2 separate regions of the Mus musculus genome follow, and region 2 is linked to region 1. Evidence: chromatin contacts called from public HiChIP or PLAC-seq data. All regions are on one chromosome and are shown on one strand. Each heading gives the region's core, a stretch centred on a gene start, on an enhancer-like site or on the middle of the called end of the contact. The rest is flanking DNA. Distances are from core to core; before and after follow the strand shown. Region 1 overlaps Scn5a (sodium channel, voltage-gated, type V, alpha). Region 2 overlaps Scn10a (sodium channel, voltage-gated, type X, alpha).

Region 1 (4,931 bases), core at 438-2,937:
AAGGCCAGGTGGGTAACTTAGTGAGACCCTGCTTCAAAATCAAAAAGGAAAGGGAAGACTTGGGATGTAGCTCGGTGGCAGAGTGTCGGCTTAGCATGTGTGAGGCCCTGGGTTCAGTCCCCAGCACCACTGAAGGAAAGATAGAGAGAGGCATCTGAGGGCTTTAAGTGGAAGGACACCACACACTGGCTTCTGCTCTTAAAGGGCCCCATACTCTGTAGGCAAGGGAGAAGTGCGGCTGGACTCTGGAACAGGGTGAGGAGGCTGTAAGCCAGGGGGAGGTGAGCCTGGCCTAAGGCAGTGAGGAATCTCCACAGACAGCTGCATTGAAGGCAGGGCCAACAGGATATCCTGATGGGTCAGGCGTGACCTCAAAGCAGGTGGGGACAGTTTCGAAACTGCAGCCAGAACAGCTGGAAGGATGGGGTGACCCTCCTCTGAGATGGGGGAATCCAGAGTCCAGACGTAGAAGTGTCTGCTAGAAGGAGATGTCAAAGGTGGCTAAGGAGCGACAGGCAGACCCACGAAGACTTGCTCCACCCTCGGGGAGGTGGGCCCTGACATGTCACTCTGCCTTCCAGCATCTTCCAGGAGTGGGGGAAGCACCCTGGAAGCTGAGCTGTCCACCTAGTGCTTCCTCTCCACAGCCCTCCCGCCCACAGCACCAGGGTAATAAAGGGCCAGAGGTCCAGGAAAGAGACCTTTTCCACTCTGTGATCACGAGAGGGTAGAGAAGTATAGGCCTTAGCTCTTGGACCTTTGGCACGATGAGGTCCACAGAAGGGGAGTGCTGAGGGCGGGATGTGGGGAACAGAGAGCAGAGAGTCCTCCAGTGTCACCCACCCTGCCTAGGTCCTTAGAAGATGTTAATGGTACAAAGTTCAACTTAAGGGCAGTGTCCCATGAGCCTCTGGTGCTTATATGCTTCTCCAGGGTAGACGTTTCAGGGAGAGTGGGGACCAACAACTGGAAGGAAGGTCGGATATAGAAGCCCAGGCTTTGTCTCTGCTCAGCCATGCGGGGTAGAACAGAAGTGACACATCTTAGGTCATGGGGTTAGTGGTTGTGACACACATGTAGCGGGCTCTCTAGAGGGCCTTCAAGGCTCCGGGAAGCGTAGCCTAGCAGTTCACGGACCAGTAAAGGAAAAGTGGCCAGCCCGTCTGGATGAACCGAGAGCCTGCCTACTGCCTGTTTCTGGAGCTCTCCCTGCCTTTCCACCCTTACCCCTCTCCGTAGGTCTCACTGGTCAGCCTCGTGGCCAACACCTTAGGCTTTGCCGAGATGGGTCCCATCAAGTCCCTGAGGACACTGCGTGCACTTCGACCCCTGAGGGCTTTGTCACGATTCGAGGGCATGAGGGTGAGTGGAGCCTCTGCCAACCCAGCAGGTGGGGGAGGGTGGGGATGAGTGCCCGGCTGCTGGAACAAGAGGCCTGGCCTGAAGCTATGTGGTCTCCTCACTGACTTTGAAGGAGTGTAGTCTAGAATCTCCAGGAAAGGTTCTTCAAACCCCCGCCATCGGGGAGGAGGTGAGAACTCACTGGAGCACGGTCTTGCTGACACTCAGGCCCGTTGGCACCATGGCCCTCTCTCTGCCTCTGCTCTGCCACAGGGACCCAGGACCCTGTGTGCTGCTCTGCAGGCTGGCCTGAAGTCCCGCACTTCCTGGCAGTCACAGACTGCCTTTCCCATGTCCTTATGTGATGGTGAAGGGCAGTGTAGCGGGAGCCAAGGAAGGTGTTGTGGAGCGGGCTGTGCTCTCCCCTGCAGGTGACAGTTTGCCAAGTGTAAGCTCATGGCTTAGCAAATGCCTGTTTGCTCCCATAGACATTTGGGGGTGTTACCACATTTTACCAAAGAATGTGGGCATATAAGGCAAATTTTCATATCTTTTTAAAAATGTGTTTTGTGTGTGTGTGTGTGTGTGTGTGTGTGTGTGTGTGTGTGTTGTGAGCACAGGGGCCCTATGTGCCACTGGATGCATTTGGAGATCAGAAGACAACTTTTAGGAATTGGTTTTGTCCTTCCACCCTGGGTTTAGGGAACCAGACTCCTGCTCTCGGGCTGTTACAAGCTGGGTTGTCTCTGCAACCCTATTTCTTTTTTAAAATAATAATTTTAGTTAGCATGCAGAGTAACAGATTTCTTCATGACATTTTTATATATACTTAGCTCCCATTGGTTCCCCCACATCCCATCTCCCTGCCCCCGGCCCTTCTTGTCCCCTTCCCGGTTTTGTATCCTGTTTGTCTGTTACCCTCCCCATGCCTTTCCCTTAAAGAGTCTTCCCATCCCCCACTCCATGGCCCCTTTCCAGGTCCGCCCACACTCACTCCCACATAGATGTACATATATAAAGATTGGGAGTTGGATTCACATATGAGGGGAACAAACAGCGGCTGTCTGTCTGAGCCTGGGTTACCTCGCTTCATCTCTTCCAGTTCCATCCATTTTTATGAGACAGATTTTAAAGCCCTCAAGAAAAACAGTCCCGAGGGCTGGAGAATGTGGGTCTCTAGCCCAGCGTTTGCCTCAGTGGGTAAGGCCCTGAGCACTGAAAAGGAATTAACTATGACAGTCACTAAGAAAGAAGGGGTGGGGTGTGTGTGTGTGTGTGTGTGTGTGTGTGGGCACGCGTGTGTGTCCTTTAACATACCCAGTTCTTCACAGCCTCACGAAACAATGTCCTACTGCCGCAGCAAGTACCGTCACACAGCCCATCATCTGTGTGATGGCTTTGAACCTTACCTGCACCACCAATTAGACTTAGTCCTGGCAGGAACTCCCACCCACAAGGGAGTGATGGGACCAGAGTTAAACGTCTCTTTGGGAGCCAAGGACACTTGATTCCAGAGGGACACACTGATGCCAGGTGCCAGGAATGCCTCTGATGTGGCTGCTGGCTTCAGTGCCAGCCAAGGGCAAACTACACAGAAAGCTCGATGCCCTGGGGAGCACTCGGGAGCACGGTTTCCCACCAATTCCAGGGCTGTGCTGTCTGCTTCAGAACGTCATCCCCCCATCTCAGCAGCGGACCCTCTGTGCCATAACAGAATCCGCCCAGCTTCAGCCCCATCTGTGTGATAGACAGCCAGGCTTGGACCATGCTTGGACCGGAGTTCCCCAGATGTATCTGTCAGGAAGCCACCGTATGGAGGCTCAGGAGCCACAGCCTGCAGACACAGCGCATGGGTTTCCTGGATATACCTCAGGGGAACCATCCTCTCCCTGTCACAGCCACCCTGAAATAAACCAGAAGTTTGGCACAGAGAATTCAGGACGTGCAGGACTGACACAGGGCCTAAAGCCTTCGGTTGTGTCTAAGCCTGCCCTACCCCAATGCGAGGACAATCCTGGCAGCTTTGACTAGCAAGTAGAGACCCCATTTTTATGAAAATTGGGGGCCTGGAAGGGGGAAGGTTGGTGCGTTCTGGAGTTACCTCAGCGTTTAGGGAGAGGATAAAAAAGGCCTCTTGATTTTCTCTGACTCCCTCACTTGATACCAGAGCTCTAGCCTTCATGACTGGAAGATCCTCACCCCACCTGCACCCCCACAGCCACCTGTGGCCACCACGCAGTGGGGTCGAAGTCTTGAAAAGGGCATATGTTCTTGGCAGCCTCAAGAACTAAGTCTCCTTCTGCCCACACACAGGTGGTGGTCAACGCGCTGGTGGGCGCCATCCCCTCCATCATGAATGTCCTCCTCGTCTGCCTCATCTTCTGGCTCATCTTCAGCATCATGGGCGTGAACCTCTTCGCCGGGAAGTTCGGTAGGTGCATCAACCAGACCGAAGGGGACCTGCCTCTGAACTACACCATTGTGAACAACAAGAGCGAGTGTGAGTCCTTCAACGTGACTGGAGAGTTGTACTGGACCAAGGTGAAAGTCAACTTTGACAACGTGGGGGCTGGGTACCTGGCCCTGCTGCAGGTGGTGAGTACGGAAGAACAGGGATCCCTCCCTTCCTCCATTGGTGCTTCAGATATCTGCCCTTCACCCTGGCATGGGCAGGAGCAGGCCAGGTGGTCCCTGCAGTAGGGTAACAGGGCCCAGGGTAGTGGCTCTGTGCCAAGTCCTCAGACTCTCAGTTATAGATTGGACACATCGTCCAGGGTGACTGGCCTGGGGGCAAGGCAGCATGAGATAGGACCAGTTCCCAGCCATCAATTGAGTTGACCTCTTTAGGTGGCACAGGCTAGATACAAAAGACTGCCAACTGCCCAGACACTGAACTGTTGGTGAAATTATAACTGACCACCCTCTGTCATAAAATGTCTCAGGCTGCTTAAAAGACTACATTTGGGATGGGGATATGATTCAGGGGTACAGCACTTGCCTACCACCTGCACGGCCCTGAATCCTCAGACCGCACCTTGACCCCCAAAAGGAGCATGTCTGCTTTCATCTTTGATGTGCCGGTCCTCTTGACTGTCCATTTACTTTATGGGCAGGATGGTTTAGTAGTTATAACACCTGCCGTAAAAATCAACCTACACAGCTCAGTCAGTAAAGGGCTTGCCACACAAACCGAGGATCTGAGTTCAGATCCCAGACACCCACATCATAAGCCAGTTGTAGTGGCACATGCCCCTAAGCACAGCACTAGGGAGGTAACTACAGGACGAGCCCCGGGGTTTGCGGGCCAGCCAGACTAGCCAGACCAGCCAGCTCCAGATTCAGTGAAAGTTTGCTGACAGAGGCCTGGTGAAGCAGCTGCCACCAAGCCTAGGGACCGAGTTCAATCCCTGGTGCCCACACGGTGGGAGGAGAGAGCCAACTCCTGCAAGTTGCCCTCTGACCTCCACATGAATGGTATGGTAAACACACATGTACACACTCAGACACATAAATGTAATAAAATAACGTGAAAAACCATTGAAGAAGATGCCTGATACTGACCTCTGGCCTACACGCACATGCACACGCAC
Region 2 (4,957 bases), core at 1,627-4,126, 140 kb before region 1:
AGGATGACGGGGAGGTGAACAACTTGCAGGTAGCACTGGCCCGGATTCAGGTATTTGGCCATCGGGCCAGTCGGGCCATTACCAGTTACATCAGAAGCCACTGCCGGCTCCGCTGGCCCAAGGTGGAGACCCAGCTGGGGATGAAACCCCCACTCACCAGCTGCAAAGCTGAGAACCACATTGCTACTGATGCTGTCAATGCTGCAGTGGGGAACCTGGCAAAGCCAGCTCTTGGTGGCCCCAAGGAGAACCACGGGGACTTCATCACTGATCCTAACGTGTGGGTCTCTGTGCCCATTGCTGAGGGGGAGTCCGACCTTGATGAGCTCGAGGAAGATGTGGAGCATGCTTCTCAGAGCTCCTGGCAGGAAGAGAGCCCCAAAGGGCAGGTGAGAAGTCTCTTCAGAGGACAGATGGCCACAGGAAGGTGGAGGGGCTGTTGGGCAGAGAGTGGCTCTAAGGCAGAAGAGAGAACTTCTGTCTAGGAGGCTGCGTTCGTTACGTTTCTCACTGACGTGACTGCATACCTTATAGAAGCAACTCAGAGAGGGAAGGACTTGCTTGGCTCATGGTTTGAAGACCTATCAGGTCCCTCACGGTGAGGACAACATAGACACACTGGGCCCCAGTCAGGGAACAGAGACAGATGAATTCTGATGCTCATTAGTCAGTACAGGACACAGGTGTGTTTCCATGGGGATTCTAAATGTGACCAAGTAGGTTAGCCATCAGAGAGGTTTTCCAACACCAGAGTGTCAGAGCTGTGAGCTCCTGGCAAACCAGGCTTAGGCAACCAGCCTGAATAGAAGCTGAAGCCACACCCAGCATTCCAGGGTAGGCACCCACCTCAGCAAAGCCTAGAGGAAAGGGTCAGCCTCCTGAGGAGGCAAGTGGGGATGGGGCGGCAAGTAAGCCGCAGACCACTCCAGGGTACTTGCCCTTACACGCTCCTTGACACAGGGGCAGCAAGCGAGCTGCGGCCCAGACTCTTACAGGAGCAGCTAAGGGCAGGCTTGCAGTACCAAGAGGCCACCAGAAAGCAGGCTCACCTTATCTCTGTCAGAACAGGAAAAATCCTGGTCATTCCCTGACATCTTTACAGGCCTTTTATTTCCAGAGAAGAGACCTCAGAAGGAAATGACAGTCACTTCAGAACCACAGAACTGAAGGCACCCTGGAGCCTTCTGATAACGAGTCTTTCTCGATACCTTGCACGGGTTCCTAGTGCTTTAAGCTGGTACATCAGCCCTCACGAACCTTGGTGACTCAGGGCATCCATTGTGCTCAATGCCAGGTTCAGGGATCCAGGGCAGTCCCTAGGGACACTCAGGGCTGCTGGCCAGGCTGTAAAGCTATGCCCTGCACCCACAGCTCTCCTGACTGCCTTCATCCCCTACAGCTGTCATTTGTACGCTAACAGCTGCTGCTATCAACTATCATTTTCGAGATTCCTTTGTCTGAGTGGCAGCCGAGGCCAGAGTGTCACCTCCCGGGAGTAAAGAACACGAACTCTGTGATAGCTGTCCGCAGCTCAGGGCCATGTTCGGCTACTTTGAGGTCCTTGGGGTATGAGTGCTCAAATGACCTTAGTCCATGACCAGTTTGACTTCTGGCAAGGTTCTGATGGCCATGGCTACCATCTGTGGAGCCAAACCTCCCGCAGTGTATTATATAAGCATCCATATATTTAGTGATCAGAAGAACAACGTGAAGTAAACCTTACCTTCCTGATTTTGCAGATAGAGCTAAAAAGATGAGAGAGATTAGATAAATTTCCTAAGGTCGTGTACCTGCAAATGGAGCCAGGAGCTGTATACAGACCTATACCCCCCAAGCTTAATTCACACTTAGGTACCTATGCACATAAGATGCACATGTGAAGAGCTTAGCTCTTCTGATTCAGAAGTGATGAAGTTGACTCAATTTCCCAGACGGGCCCTCTCTCATCAGCAGGAGCTGCTGCAGCAAGTCCAAAAGTGTGAAGATCACCAGGCAGCCCGAAGCCCACCCTCCGGGATGTCCTCTGAGGACCTGGCTCCATACCTGGGGGAGAGATGGCAGAGGGAGGAGAGCCCTCGGGTCCCTGCCGAGGTAGGTATGTGAGCTTACTAGAGAGGTCCAACAGCTGGACGGATGCTGTCAGCAGGGTTGGTACTATAGGAGGATGGGGACTGGACAAGGCTGCACCCCACTGCAGGACCATCTGCCAACCTCTGGTGACTCACACAATGCTACATTGGTGAAACTCACCCCTTCCTAGTTGTGAGGATGGGAAGAGAGTGTGGGTCCCCCAGGCTATAGGACCTGAGCCACCTTCTACTCTCTAAGCCTGTATGTCTTCATCTATAGGACTGAGTAGCAGTGCCTCTATAGAACTGTGTGCAGTACCTGTATAGAAATATATACAGTACCTCTATAGAACTGTGTGCAGTACCTATATAGAACTCTGTAGCAGTGCCTATATAGGACTGGTGTGGGATGCCTACATAGAACTCTGTGGCAGTGCCTATATAGAACCGTGTAGCGTGCCCATGCAGGATGTGTGCAGTGCCTATTTGGCAAGGTTATTTGGAAGCCTAGATGAGAAGCTGCTTGTCAAATGTTCAGTTCCTGCCTGAAATGGAGTAAGTGCCCAGAAAATGACAGCCAAGAAAGAGAGGACAAAAGACCGTGAACAAAGAGAGTCAGGTAATCTTCCAGAGACAACAGTGAGAGTCGGAGGTGTTCCCTGGGCGGGGGAGTCTTCCCGGGGATGCCCCCCTCCGCCTTTTGTCCACATCATTCTCTCTCGCCAAAAGCAGCCTGGGGTGGAGGGAGGCTGTCTACAGGTGCACAGCGAACTGACAGCCTCACAAAACCCGAGCCGGGAGAACACTCAGCTGCAGGATGCTGGGGAGGTAAAAATAAACCGTGGTGTCACTTACAAACCCTGGGGGAGAGTCTCTCTGCAAAGAGATGCCTGCTACAAAGAGTCAGCGCCTTGGGGCAAGGAAGGTGGTTCAGTCGGTAAAGTGCTTGGTGGCAGCACACAAGGACCTGACTTTGTATCCCTAGTACCCAAGTAAAAAGGCTAGGCTTGGTAGTGCACCCCTATGATCTCAGTGCTGTGGGGAGGGGGGCAGACAAGGGGATCCAGTGGCCAGTCATTCTAGCCAAGTCCGTACTCCACATTCAGTGGGAGACCCTGGCTTTTGTGGAGAGTGACTAAGGAAGACATCTAACTCTAGCCTCAGGCATTCACCCACACGTGTGAGTGTGTGTGTGTGTGTGTGTGTGTGTGTGTGTGTGTGTGTGTGTGTGTATGTGTGTGTATGTGTGTGCACGCATGCACTCTCACACAATCACTCCCACACGTGATGCACACATGATGTGCACACACACAAACGAGCTCCAGATACTTTCACTGCCACTGTAAGAAACTCAAGGCTTTAACTTGACACCTCGGCCCCAAGTGCAGCTGTGTGACAGCCACTGGACTTGGCCAAGATAAGATGAACACAGTTCACCCACGCACACGACTTATCAAGCCCTTCAGTGTGAGGAATGTCAGCTCCTGGCTTTGAGCCCAGGCAAGGCTGACCGCAGCAAACTAAGATAACAGAGTGGACGGAGATGCAGTTTGGGTGGGGGATGTGACATTCCAAATGTGGGCATCCCGTCCCTTCTAAGTTGTTCAATGGACCCCCTGACTAGCCTTCCCTACTCCCTGCTTTCAGTACGTAACTTCTGAGCATGGGTTTTAATTTTGTTTTTGTTTTCTTGGCCATGACCCTGGCCAGGCAGGGAGGGGCCTGTCGGTGACAGATGGGGTTCCTCCCTACCATTTGGCTCCATTAGCCAAGCGATCAGGTTCACTAACTCTGGCTCCTAATTGAATTCGTCTGGAGACATTACAGGCCAGCGCTGCTGGGAGGACGGCAGGGCCCCACAACACCGCTCCCTGATTAAATATTCAAGTGCATTGAAAGCTGAGCATCTTTATGGATGTAATTATGGTGTCTCGGGCCATTGCCAGCTCTCCATCATGGCCCGGAGGTTTACATCCTGGCTCGGCCAAGCCACAGGGCTCCACGGGGAGCATCTGTGTCCTGGCCTTAGGTGTTGAGACCCAAACACACGAGGATGCCAAAGCAGCAGACAGCAGGGCCTGAGCCCTATAGGGATACCAGCCCCACCAGATAGGCAGTGACCATGTACAGTTGTGCCAGATTCTTCAAAGAGCCAGGTTCACTGCCCCAGCCTCTGCCCTGCAGGGAGTGGATGACACAAGCTCCTCCGAGGGCAGCACGGTGGACTGCCCGGACCCAGAGGAGATCCTGAGGAAGATCCCTGAGCTGGCGGAGGAGCTGGACGAGCCCGATGACTGTTTCCCAGAAGGTATGAGAGTCACGGGCCTCCTTGTGCTCATGTTATCCAGAGTCAGCATCCTGCCCAACACTTACCTAAGCACCTCTGTGTCCAGAACCATGACCTGGCATCTACAGGAACCAACCAAACAGGCTCACACCAGTTGGGACATCTGTGTCAGAGCACATTGTCGTCCGTCCGTCCGTTCCCCCCCCCCCCGCCCCCAAACGCTTCGGGAAAGTATAAACCAGTCCTCTTGAGTGTGAGAGGGGGAAATGATACTATACTGGTGTCATTGTGGACTGGTTGGGGCCGTGAAGGACCCCCAGAAGGGTCATGGGTGTCTGCTCCCTTAAATCTTTGGTGACATTGCATAAAGTGGGTCATACGGATCTACTTTCCCCTTTAGTATTTACAAGAGTGAGGCACGTTACGTTCTCCATAGACACTTGTAGGATGGATGAATAGACAAATACTTCCTATTGTAAAGGTGATTATAGCCTTGGTGGCTCTAAATAAGTGGAAATTGTGGAAGCAACATTCTGTTGAGTTTCTGCTTCCACCTGAATTTAGCTAAGCTGGATGGACCTAGGTCCTATCCCAGTGGTTC

The links. HiChIP or PLAC-seq counts read pairs in DNA pulled down with a chosen protein or histone mark.
Region 2: an H3K27ac HiChIP or PLAC-seq map of heart atrium shows a contact between it and region 1, with 4 times the contacts expected there. The contact joins two enhancer-like sites. A contact is called at or near these places in 2 of 484 Hi-C or Micro-C datasets (embryonic stem cells and nephron progenitors) and 3 of 115 datasets of contacts at active chromatin or transcription factors (embryonic stem cells and heart atrium).

Annotation. Positions count from the first base shown.
Region 1 is chr9:119,494,512-119,499,442 of GRCm38.p6, reverse strand. Scn5a (sodium channel, voltage-gated, type V, alpha) reads left to right here. Exons shown (of 27, transcript NM_001253860.1): 21 at 1,240-1,362; 22 at 3,655-3,936. Among named protein-coding and RNA genes, the nearest start is that of Exog, 52 kb to the right of the region's middle. Within about 2 kb of position 1,687, at least 9 of the 459 cell types and tissues checked have an H3K27ac peak or open chromatin away from gene starts, as enhancers often do. A contact at or near this core is called in heart atrium, where this site is marked.
Region 2 is chr9:119,630,875-119,635,831 of GRCm38.p6, reverse strand. Scn10a (sodium channel, voltage-gated, type X, alpha) reads left to right here. Exons shown (of 28, transcript NM_009134.3): 17 at 1-389; 18 at 1,954-2,091; 19 at 4,254-4,377. Among named protein-coding and RNA genes, the nearest start is that of Scn5a, 71 kb to the right of the region's middle. Within about 2 kb of position 2,876, at least 40 of the 459 cell types and tissues checked have an H3K27ac peak or open chromatin away from gene starts, as enhancers often do. A contact at or near this core is called in heart atrium, where this site is marked.